Linked DNA regions of Mus musculus: all the other regions are linked to region 1. The links are chromatin contacts, called in public Hi-C and HiChIP or PLAC-seq maps. All regions are on one chromosome and are shown on one strand. Each heading gives the region's core, a stretch centred on a gene start, on an enhancer-like site or on the middle of the called end of the contact. The rest is flanking DNA. Distances are from core to core; before and after follow the strand shown.

Region 1 (2,742 bases), core at 146-2,645:
TCGAACTCATTAGCATTACTGACAAGAAAGGGAAAGCAAGCAAGCAAGAGAGGAGAACAAGGGGAAAAAAAAAACTCTAACAATCCTGGGGAAACTCTTGGAAGAGCTGTTAGTTTTGAAACACATAATATATAAACAACTTAAAGGAATACACAGGCTTTCTTTTGAAATCAGAAATTATGTGAAGCAAGGAGAGCATCATAAAAGCTTATTGATTTCCCAAACCCACTGCATACAAGTATTTTTAAACCATGATTCACATAAGGGATACATTTGACACATCAAGAGAAACTGGAAACCAGGCTCTGTGCAGCCACATCAGATACTGCTCTGAGCCCGGTTTGTTTACCATTACAAAGTGAAAAGAAATTTGCTTCTGCCTCCCTGAGCCTTCTCCCTCAAGCAGGGCGATTTTTATTGATTTTGTCCTCTAGAAATAAAGTGCCAACAGCCACCATAAATCCATCTTTGCCTTTCTATTCTGTGCATCACTCAACCATCGTGCAGGGCATTGACCCAAATGCAGTGAGCATCCTGCACCACTTCTGAAGTGATTTTGTTCTGAAGTAAGCTTAGGTTTAGGCCTTCGGTCTCCTTAATAGATCCTTCAACTGCAAGATACTCCCGTAGAACAAGTGGAGTTGCAGAGAACTGGACAGCCAGCCCCTTGGTGGATAGGGATCCCCTCTTTGGAGGCTGATACTGGGCTGCAGAGAAGACAGGCCTAAGAGCTGAGAGAGGAAGCTCAGCCATACGATAATCTCTTGGCATCTGTACCTTCTTTGTCTCCACCATCCTCACTCCTCATCGCCAGCATCAGACTGGGACTCACTAACACACATGGAGGTGAACTCTCAGAAGAGAAATATACATACTGCATGTCTCATTCGGCCACGGCAACTGCCACCCCAACAAATAAACATACATCAAGTGGTTGGCTTAGCATAGCTCGCTCGAAGCTCCTGGTTGTTAATACCTAAAACAAAGCAGAAAGCTAGCAATATCCCAGTTGAACCCTAAGACTGCTCCAACGACAAAGGGAAAGAATGAGAAGCGGGGTAAAGCCCAAAGAATCAGACAGTAGTGAATGCGGTTCCAGGGGGTCTCATGGAAACCTCGCGCTCACGTTTAATTTGCCCATCCTGAAGTATTTTTTCCTAGTAATGCCAAATGCCATAATGCTCTCTGTCAGTGACTTGAAATTATTCTATGAGCTACATATCGGGTACACTATTGTTAATGAAATGCACACAAGATGATGAACAACTTCCTTTTCCTGCTGGAGCTCCAGCTGCAACCAGTGCCTGGATCCTTCGTGCTGTAAATCAGCCCTTTGTACTCCAGGAGGATTCAATGAGCTGCAGGTGTGGGCTTGGGGAAGGCCGCCTGGGATTAAGTAGCAGCATTTGATATGAGATCCCAAACAGCACTGGCAATCTACACACCACATGCGGCCACGGGCTTTGGAGAAAGCGAAGGAAGAACGCTGATGAAATGTGGCACGGGACCATGGAATGCAATGTCAAGCTTTCACATCTGCAGGAAAAGAAAGAGAGTTCCTAATTTTACAGTGATGATGTCATTGAGAATTCATGACAGTGGAAATGATGGGCCAAGGTTTGCAAACTCAACCACCTCAGAGGGTGCTAACCCAAGGCTGTGAGCTTTTGAAATGGTAGTGTGGGTGGATTTGAAATGCCAATTTGCCTTCTTGGCTGGAGGCATCACTGAGTGGTGTGTGTGTGTGTGTGTGTGTGTGTGTGTAAGATAAGAGAGAGACAGGGAGAAGGAGAGTCTGTGCACCTATGAATGTGTGCATGTGTGCTTTGTTTGCAGGCTCAGGAGAGAGAAAGAAGTTGTATGTGAACGGATATGCTTTGTACATACATGAAAAGCCAGTCCCTCGGATGCCGAATATGTCCTTAGCAATATAACGTGTGTAATTCAGCATAAAACACTGCTAACTGTCCTTAACAACAATATATTTTTAAAAGATTGATTTCAGACTCTAGAAAAATTCACTAGCCAAGAAAAACCATCACAGTTGTCCACCTCCTCCCACAGGGGAACCACCAAAAAAGACTTCTTTTTTAAACAAGTTCTTTTTTCTATTCAGGACTGAAGAGACACCAAAACCAGGGTAGTTTTATGATTAGCATATGAATAAAATACATTGAAGAAAACACATCTTTAATTTTTAAGGGTCTGTTTTTCATTAGCTTATCTTGATAGTTTAAGTTAATCATTATTTTCAACCATATATGATTTAGATATTATGTCATTAATTCATGTACAGTCCATCTGAGTAATGACTGTGGTTTTCTACTTTACAAATTCATCTACTTCACCAAGAAACCAGAAGAGTCGAATTCCAAGCAACATCTGGTTTCCATTGAATGTAATTGCCATTTGCAGAGTTATAATCATGTGTTATTGTAAGGACCACAGTGTCAATCACTCCCCTAATGGGGAAAATTCAATGCCTAAATACCTGAGAGAACAAGAAGCTGACTTAAACAGGTGCATTCAGACACTGGGTTTTAAGTAGAATTCTAGCCTACCCATTTAAATAAATCATTTTAAGGAGAAACAATATTCCTTCCATCCCCTGTAGCAAGGGAAAGCATAAAACCCAGGGCCTCAATCTTCCGTGCTCACTTCCAGTACTGTATCATGTTTAATCTTTAAAAAAAAAAACTGTACAAATATGCCCATATTGTACCGAATCCTTATGTTCCATAT
Region 2 (2,742 bases), core at 82-2,581, 240 kb before region 1:
TCCGGAGCCCACCCGGCTTGTGCAGCAGGGGCTGTTGAGGGAGGACGCGGGAGATTTTTGTTTGTTTGTTTTTTGGTTTTTAATCAAGGATACTGCTGGTGGAAGGTAAGATTCCTTCAGCAAGCAGCCGCCCTTGTCTCTCTCATTTTGACTTCCCATCTTTTCCCCTTAAACCTGGATTAGGCTACTACCAAAGGAGCAAAATAGAATCCCCACGCTAGAGGTATCTGCAGCCTCCTGATTGTTCTGCTTCTGGGTCGTCCGGTTCTCCAGTTAGAAAACAATGTTCGTTTGTGTCCCCCACCCCCAGCATAGTTCTCCCTACACCAGAGACAATCGAAGGTTATGATTTGCAGGCCTGGGGACACACTGAAACCCTCTAATAGAGACCATCCCAAGCAGAGTCCAATTGTGAGGTGGATGTCAGACTCGCAGCAGCCCTGTGGTCCTGGGGTTTGAAGGCTTCGAGTCTAAAGTACAACTCTGCAAAAGAAGAATTCGTTTTAAAGCCCAACAGAGTTGGGGCAATGCACCTGTCCAGGATGCTGAAAGCTTAGGTTATGACCATCAACACTTTCTCCCCTCTTCCTCAGCTAAGGGGGGATAAGTCTGAATTAAAAGGCACCCTGCAGGAAAAAAAAAAAAGTTTGTGTTCTCTGAAGTTGCTCTAGTTTCTTAAGGGAAGCCTGCAGAGTGCCTTATAAAATCTGTGGGCACCTTACTAGAATACTGGAATTCTAGCTAGCCAAACACGGCTGCACTCAATGGCTCAGGCCCTTCTGTCTCCTTCCTTCCTCCCGAGGTCAGAGGCCAACAAGGACCCAGAGTTAGAAGTCTTTGAACCAGCATCCCCATCAACTCTACGTTGCAACTGCTCTCACTTTCACGGAGATCTTGCAGCCTTCCTTTGGCCAAAAGAACCGCCTTTGAGGACACTGAAAAGAGGAGGCACCAGCTACAACAGGGAACCAGAAGTGAATCTTGCGGGCTTTCGCCTCGCTGAGCCCAGGCGCCCCAGGGCTGCAGTTACCTTGTTCCGCCGCGGTCCCAGGGCAGAGCGCGTCTGTGAGGGTCGCTGCGCTGGACTTGAGTGACCAGAGACTCTGGAGCCGACTGGCACCCCTGGCGAACTAGACTTCTGACGCTTCTGTAGCTGCGGTGACTCCAAGAGTCGGACACGCGGGAGCGCTTCACAGCCCCGGAGTTCTACCCGCCGGGGTCTGCTGAGCCTCGCTCCTGGCTCCCTTTCTGAATCTGAACCAGTGCCGGCGAGAACTTGCTGGGGAGAGGCCGAGCTACGTCTCACTCATCCCTTAGCACCGAGCCGCCTACTTATTTTAATCCACCTCCCCCTAACCCCCCTCCCCTTGCCGTGCGATTTCTCCCCTCCCTCCCCTGCCCCCCAACTCTGCCTGCGCCTGCGCATTGGGAAACAAAGTTTTGCTGACCCGGGCAGCGGACTTTGGCAGCTGTGCTAGCCTGCCTTCTGCTTCTCCTGACCGGTGTCCCCTCCCTGATAATCCCACTCGACACTTTCTGTGTGTGTGTGTGTGTGTGTGTGTGTGTGTGTGTGTTTCTAAGACACATAAGATCAAGCAGTAGAAGAAACATATCTTACGGATAAGAGAGGACTAGAACCGAGCATTTCGGAGTTCTGTTCTGGAGCTTTGGGACCTATGGTGGCACCACCTATGAAAGCGGATAGGAGCCTAGGGTGTCCCCACACCAGCACCTTAGGCATACACTCAATTTGTAATCTGACAAAGTCGCTGCCGCTCTTCTTAAGATTTCCTCCTAGAAGTGACAGACTCCTGGTGTGGAGCAGCGCTCCTGACACCAAATAGTGCTTGAGACCTGGGCAGCGATTCTAGCAGAGCTGGCTGGTTCCTGGTGCGGAAGGACAGAGATTACTGACTGCGCGAGCCATAACATCCGAGTGCCTATGGCTGACCACAGACTCTGGGGTGTGGAGTTCCACAGAAACGTCCATGGCAGAGCGTATGAGGAGAAGAAGAGCTAGTTACTTGAACTGCAGACCTCCCCGGAATTCCATTCTAAAGCTCCAATCACATATTCTTTTTAGAGTGGATGGGAGTTTTAAAGAGCAGCTAAAGGCACTGGGACCCCTGGGCCTGCGGGGCTGGTTTGGGTGGAGTTTGTAGAGGGAGTTGGGACCTAGAACAACTACATCCTTGCTGTCTGCTTCTTACACAGCCCCAAATACCTCTTTACTATTGATCCCTGGAACTGACCTAAGGCTGACCCCAGTCAGCTGTCATTCCTCCCTACCACCTTTCTGGAATGCCTTACCTGGCTTTTTCATGGAAGATGGTGAGGTTTTCTGACTTCCTGACTTTGCCCCAAAGTTACTACTGCAGAGTGGCTCTTGTCACACACACACACACACACACACACACACACACACACACACACACTTCCTGGGGAGTAGGTGCCACTCTCACACATTGAAACAGTCCTTTTGGAAGAGTCACCTACTCCTCAGCTTTACTGTGCAAGACTGATCCCATGTGATCTCTTGAGGTAGCAGGAGTTTGATTCCTAATATAGGGAGTGATGATGGAGGATGGGCCACATCCCTCCTCCCACCTGCATAATTGAAACAGACTTGGTATTCGCAAACTTTTAGAATGGAACATAGCTTCCAGACTCTGGCTAACTTTGGCTAGAGCAGGGAAGGAACAAGAGAAAGGGCTATAGTTTACTCAGGAGCCCACTCCCACC
Region 3 (2,742 bases), core at 164-2,663, 160 kb after region 1:
CCAAAGACTCAGTGAGGTTCCCTGTGTTGGCCTCACATAGTCAGCAAGTCTTCTGAATAGCCACTGTGCACCAGGTTACCAAAACTATATATTTGGGAAAACATGGACAAGTCATAAGAAGAATTTATGTAGATGAATACTTATATTTTTAAAAAGTAAATGGACCAACTAATAGTCTCCATTAATGAGAGTTCCCATCTCTCCTCCCAAAGCTCACATTTTTAAGTGCTTCTGAAGGTTCTCATATGCCATGCACATACCTATGTATACCTCAACCCTTTCCCTCTCCAACTGAATACATCTACCTTTGCTCTGTCAATACAACTGGGAGTGAGGCAGCAAAAGGCCGAGGGAGCCAAGGTTGTGTTATCACACATGAAATCCTCATAGTGGCAAGACCTGTGGGTTCCTTCTTTCACATGGCACCTCTCAACCTCACCTCCCCACTCTCTGTCTGCCTGCTGAAGTGCCCCATCCCCATCTCATCTTTTGCCTATATCATACAAGCTTGCGCTCTTCAATAAATCTTCTATGAATTCTAGAAGAGGGTTGACTTGTCCATCTTAATATCTGTAATGATAAGAAGTTAAGAGAAGATGCCCCACTGCTCCACAAATGTCAGATAGTTGGATGCATGCATGCATACCAAAAATGTATACAAGTCTAAGCTGGAAATTTTCCTATTCAAGTGGCCCATGAATATAAAGCCTCCCTTAAAAGTCATCATAGGTGACAGTGTGACAGTGACAGATGTGAATAGAGGAAACTCTTCACAGTTCTCCTATGGAAGATCCCAAATCCACCCGTCCTACCAGCACAACCTACTAGATGCCAAGGCAGTTAAAAAGTGAGCATCCTTGTTAATGAAGGCATCTCTCTGATTTTCCACACACCATCCGCAAGGACATCCAAAGTCAAGAGCACAGACCATTCCATCCAAAGACCATCACATGCGTCAGGGAGCTGAGGTTTGAAAACTTGGGTTTCCTGCTTCTCAGCCAGGGCTTCCTTGTCATATCAGGCAGCTGAGCCTAGAAGAGGTTTCTAGTGTAAAAATCACCCATGGCCAGGGCCTGGGACTCGCAAGCATGAGGATATTATGAAGGCCACCATTACCAAGCATAAGCTTCCTGCTGAGGCCACTGAGTAGAGGAAATAATAACGGAGATTGAAAGGCTCTCTGTATTTGACCCTCTGCGACCCCGTCATTTTTTCAGTAGAACCCGATAGGGATCAGCCACATCTGCTCTCAATAGCAAATGTAAAAAATGACCTGCAGATTTAAGGTCTGAAAAACATAAACTTGTGTTAAAAGACTGACAAAAAAAATCCCTGCTCTCGATAGGATGATGTCATTCAGCTACAGACCCGTTGCAATAACAATCGTCCGTCAGATTCCATGCCCAGGACCTGAGCTCTTCCCTCCTGGGACTCCCAGCAGCCTTTGTCCCACTGTGTGTCAGCTATGCAGTGGTCACATGGAAGTTCAGGGAGCCCCCCAGCCTGCATAATTAAGGTTGGGCTGCTAAACTTGCCTGTACCCTGAGCAGCAGAGAAGATCAACTTACTTCACTCTTCCTTTCAAACATTCAGAGAGCTGAAGGGGGGGGCATATTCTAAGTAAGCTCAGAACAAACTCAGGGAACTGGGGAATAGACCACAGCTGGCCAGGGGTCAAGAGGACTTTAAAAGTTAGGAAGCTCCTTGTTAGCCACGTGGATGAGACCCTCCAGGCCACTTACTCTGCTGTGTGCAGAAGCCAGAGGTCTTCAGGCTGACCCGAGGGTCCATCTGCCTAGAGGAAGTAATGGTTGCCTCCCTCCTCTATATATAACCCTGCCTCCCCATCCCCATCCCTACCCCCACTCCCGTCCCACCCCCACCCCCATCCCCATCTCCACCCCTACCCCCATCCCCATCCCCACCCCTAACCCCATCCCATCCATCACTCTCTCAACTGGACTGTGCTGGGGTATTCCCAACTCAGATGGAACTCTGAAAGGGAAGCTTATAGTGCCCCAGACAGCATGAATCAACCACTGTGATCTCCATTATGCAAAGTCCCATGCCTATTATCCACAAGCATGAGAGCTCCCACCAAAGACATTGTCCTGCCCCAGGCACTGTCTATAGAGTTCAGAACAACTCAGGTAAGGACTCGGTTTCTGGGAGCATACAAGCCAAGAGGAAATGTCTCCATGAACATTGCATTACTCTAACAAAGGGCCTAATATAATCAACTTTAAAAGATGAAAGGTTCACTGTCCTGTAGGCTTTGATCCATGCCCAGTTGGTCTTGTTGCTTGGGACCTGTGGCAAGGCAGTGTGTCATGGTGATAGTATAGGTGGCAAAATCATACACTTCTAAGCAGAGATGTGTAAGAGAGAACTGGGTCAGTGTCCCAATATTCACTTCAAGGGGAATACCTCTCGTGATATAAAATCTTTCACGAGACCTTACCTTTTAAATTTCTGGAGACTAATCCTTTCTGAGTAGGCTTTGGGGACACATTTTAGATCCAAATAATTATAGTTGGCAATATTCTTTGGCATCACAGAGATGCGAGAGGGCTGAGGAAGTGAATTTTGCCTTTTGTAGACTTCTGCCAACTGTGATGCTACTACATAGGGTCACAGCACAGCTCAGGGCTCAGACATAACCCACGAGGGAAAAGGCCTGTGCTGGCGTTTGATTTCTTCAAGATAGAGGAATCCATTAAGCATCTACTGTGTGCCATATAC

What was found. Hi-C and Micro-C count contacts between places; a contact is called where the count stands out from the background. HiChIP or PLAC-seq counts read pairs in DNA pulled down with a chosen protein or histone mark.
Region 2: an H3K4me3 HiChIP or PLAC-seq map of craniofacial prominence shows a contact between it and region 1, with 4 times the contacts expected there. The contact joins the promoter of Osr1 here to the enhancer-like site in region 1. A contact is called at or near these places in 5 of 39 promoter capture datasets (the 3T3-L1 cell line, cranial neural crest, maxillary cranial neural crest and 2 more), 2 of 484 Hi-C or Micro-C datasets (embryonic fibroblasts and palatal mesenchyme), 1 of 115 datasets of contacts at active chromatin or transcription factors (craniofacial prominence) and 2 of 9 other capture datasets (adipose tissue and liver).
Region 3: a Hi-C map of cranial neural crest shows a contact between it and region 1, with 2.7 times the contacts expected there. The contact joins two enhancer-like sites. A contact is called at or near these places in 1 of 15 datasets of contacts at CTCF or cohesin (pro-B cells), 4 of 484 Hi-C or Micro-C datasets (Sertoli cells, cardiomyocytes, cranial neural crest and 1 more) and 1 of 9 other capture datasets (embryonic trunk).

The regions. Positions count from the first base shown.
Region 1 is chr12:9,337,759-9,340,500 of GRCm38.p6, reverse strand. No RefSeq gene overlaps it. Among named protein-coding and RNA genes, the nearest start is that of Gm46323, 32 kb to the left of the region's middle. Within about 2 kb of position 1,395, at least 35 of the 459 cell types and tissues checked have an H3K27ac peak or open chromatin away from gene starts, as enhancers often do. A contact at or near this core is called in craniofacial prominence and second pharyngeal arch cranial neural crest, where this site is marked.
Region 2 is chr12:9,573,031-9,575,772 of GRCm38.p6, reverse strand. It overlaps Osr1 (odd-skipped related transcription factor 1), which reads right to left and starts at 1,331. Exons shown (of 3, transcript NM_011859.3): 1 at 1,031-1,331.
Region 3 is chr12:9,177,557-9,180,298 of GRCm38.p6, reverse strand. No RefSeq gene overlaps it. Among named protein-coding and RNA genes, the nearest start is that of Ttc32, 150 kb to the right of the region's middle. Within about 2 kb of position 1,413, at least 11 of the 459 cell types and tissues checked have an H3K27ac peak or open chromatin away from gene starts, as enhancers often do.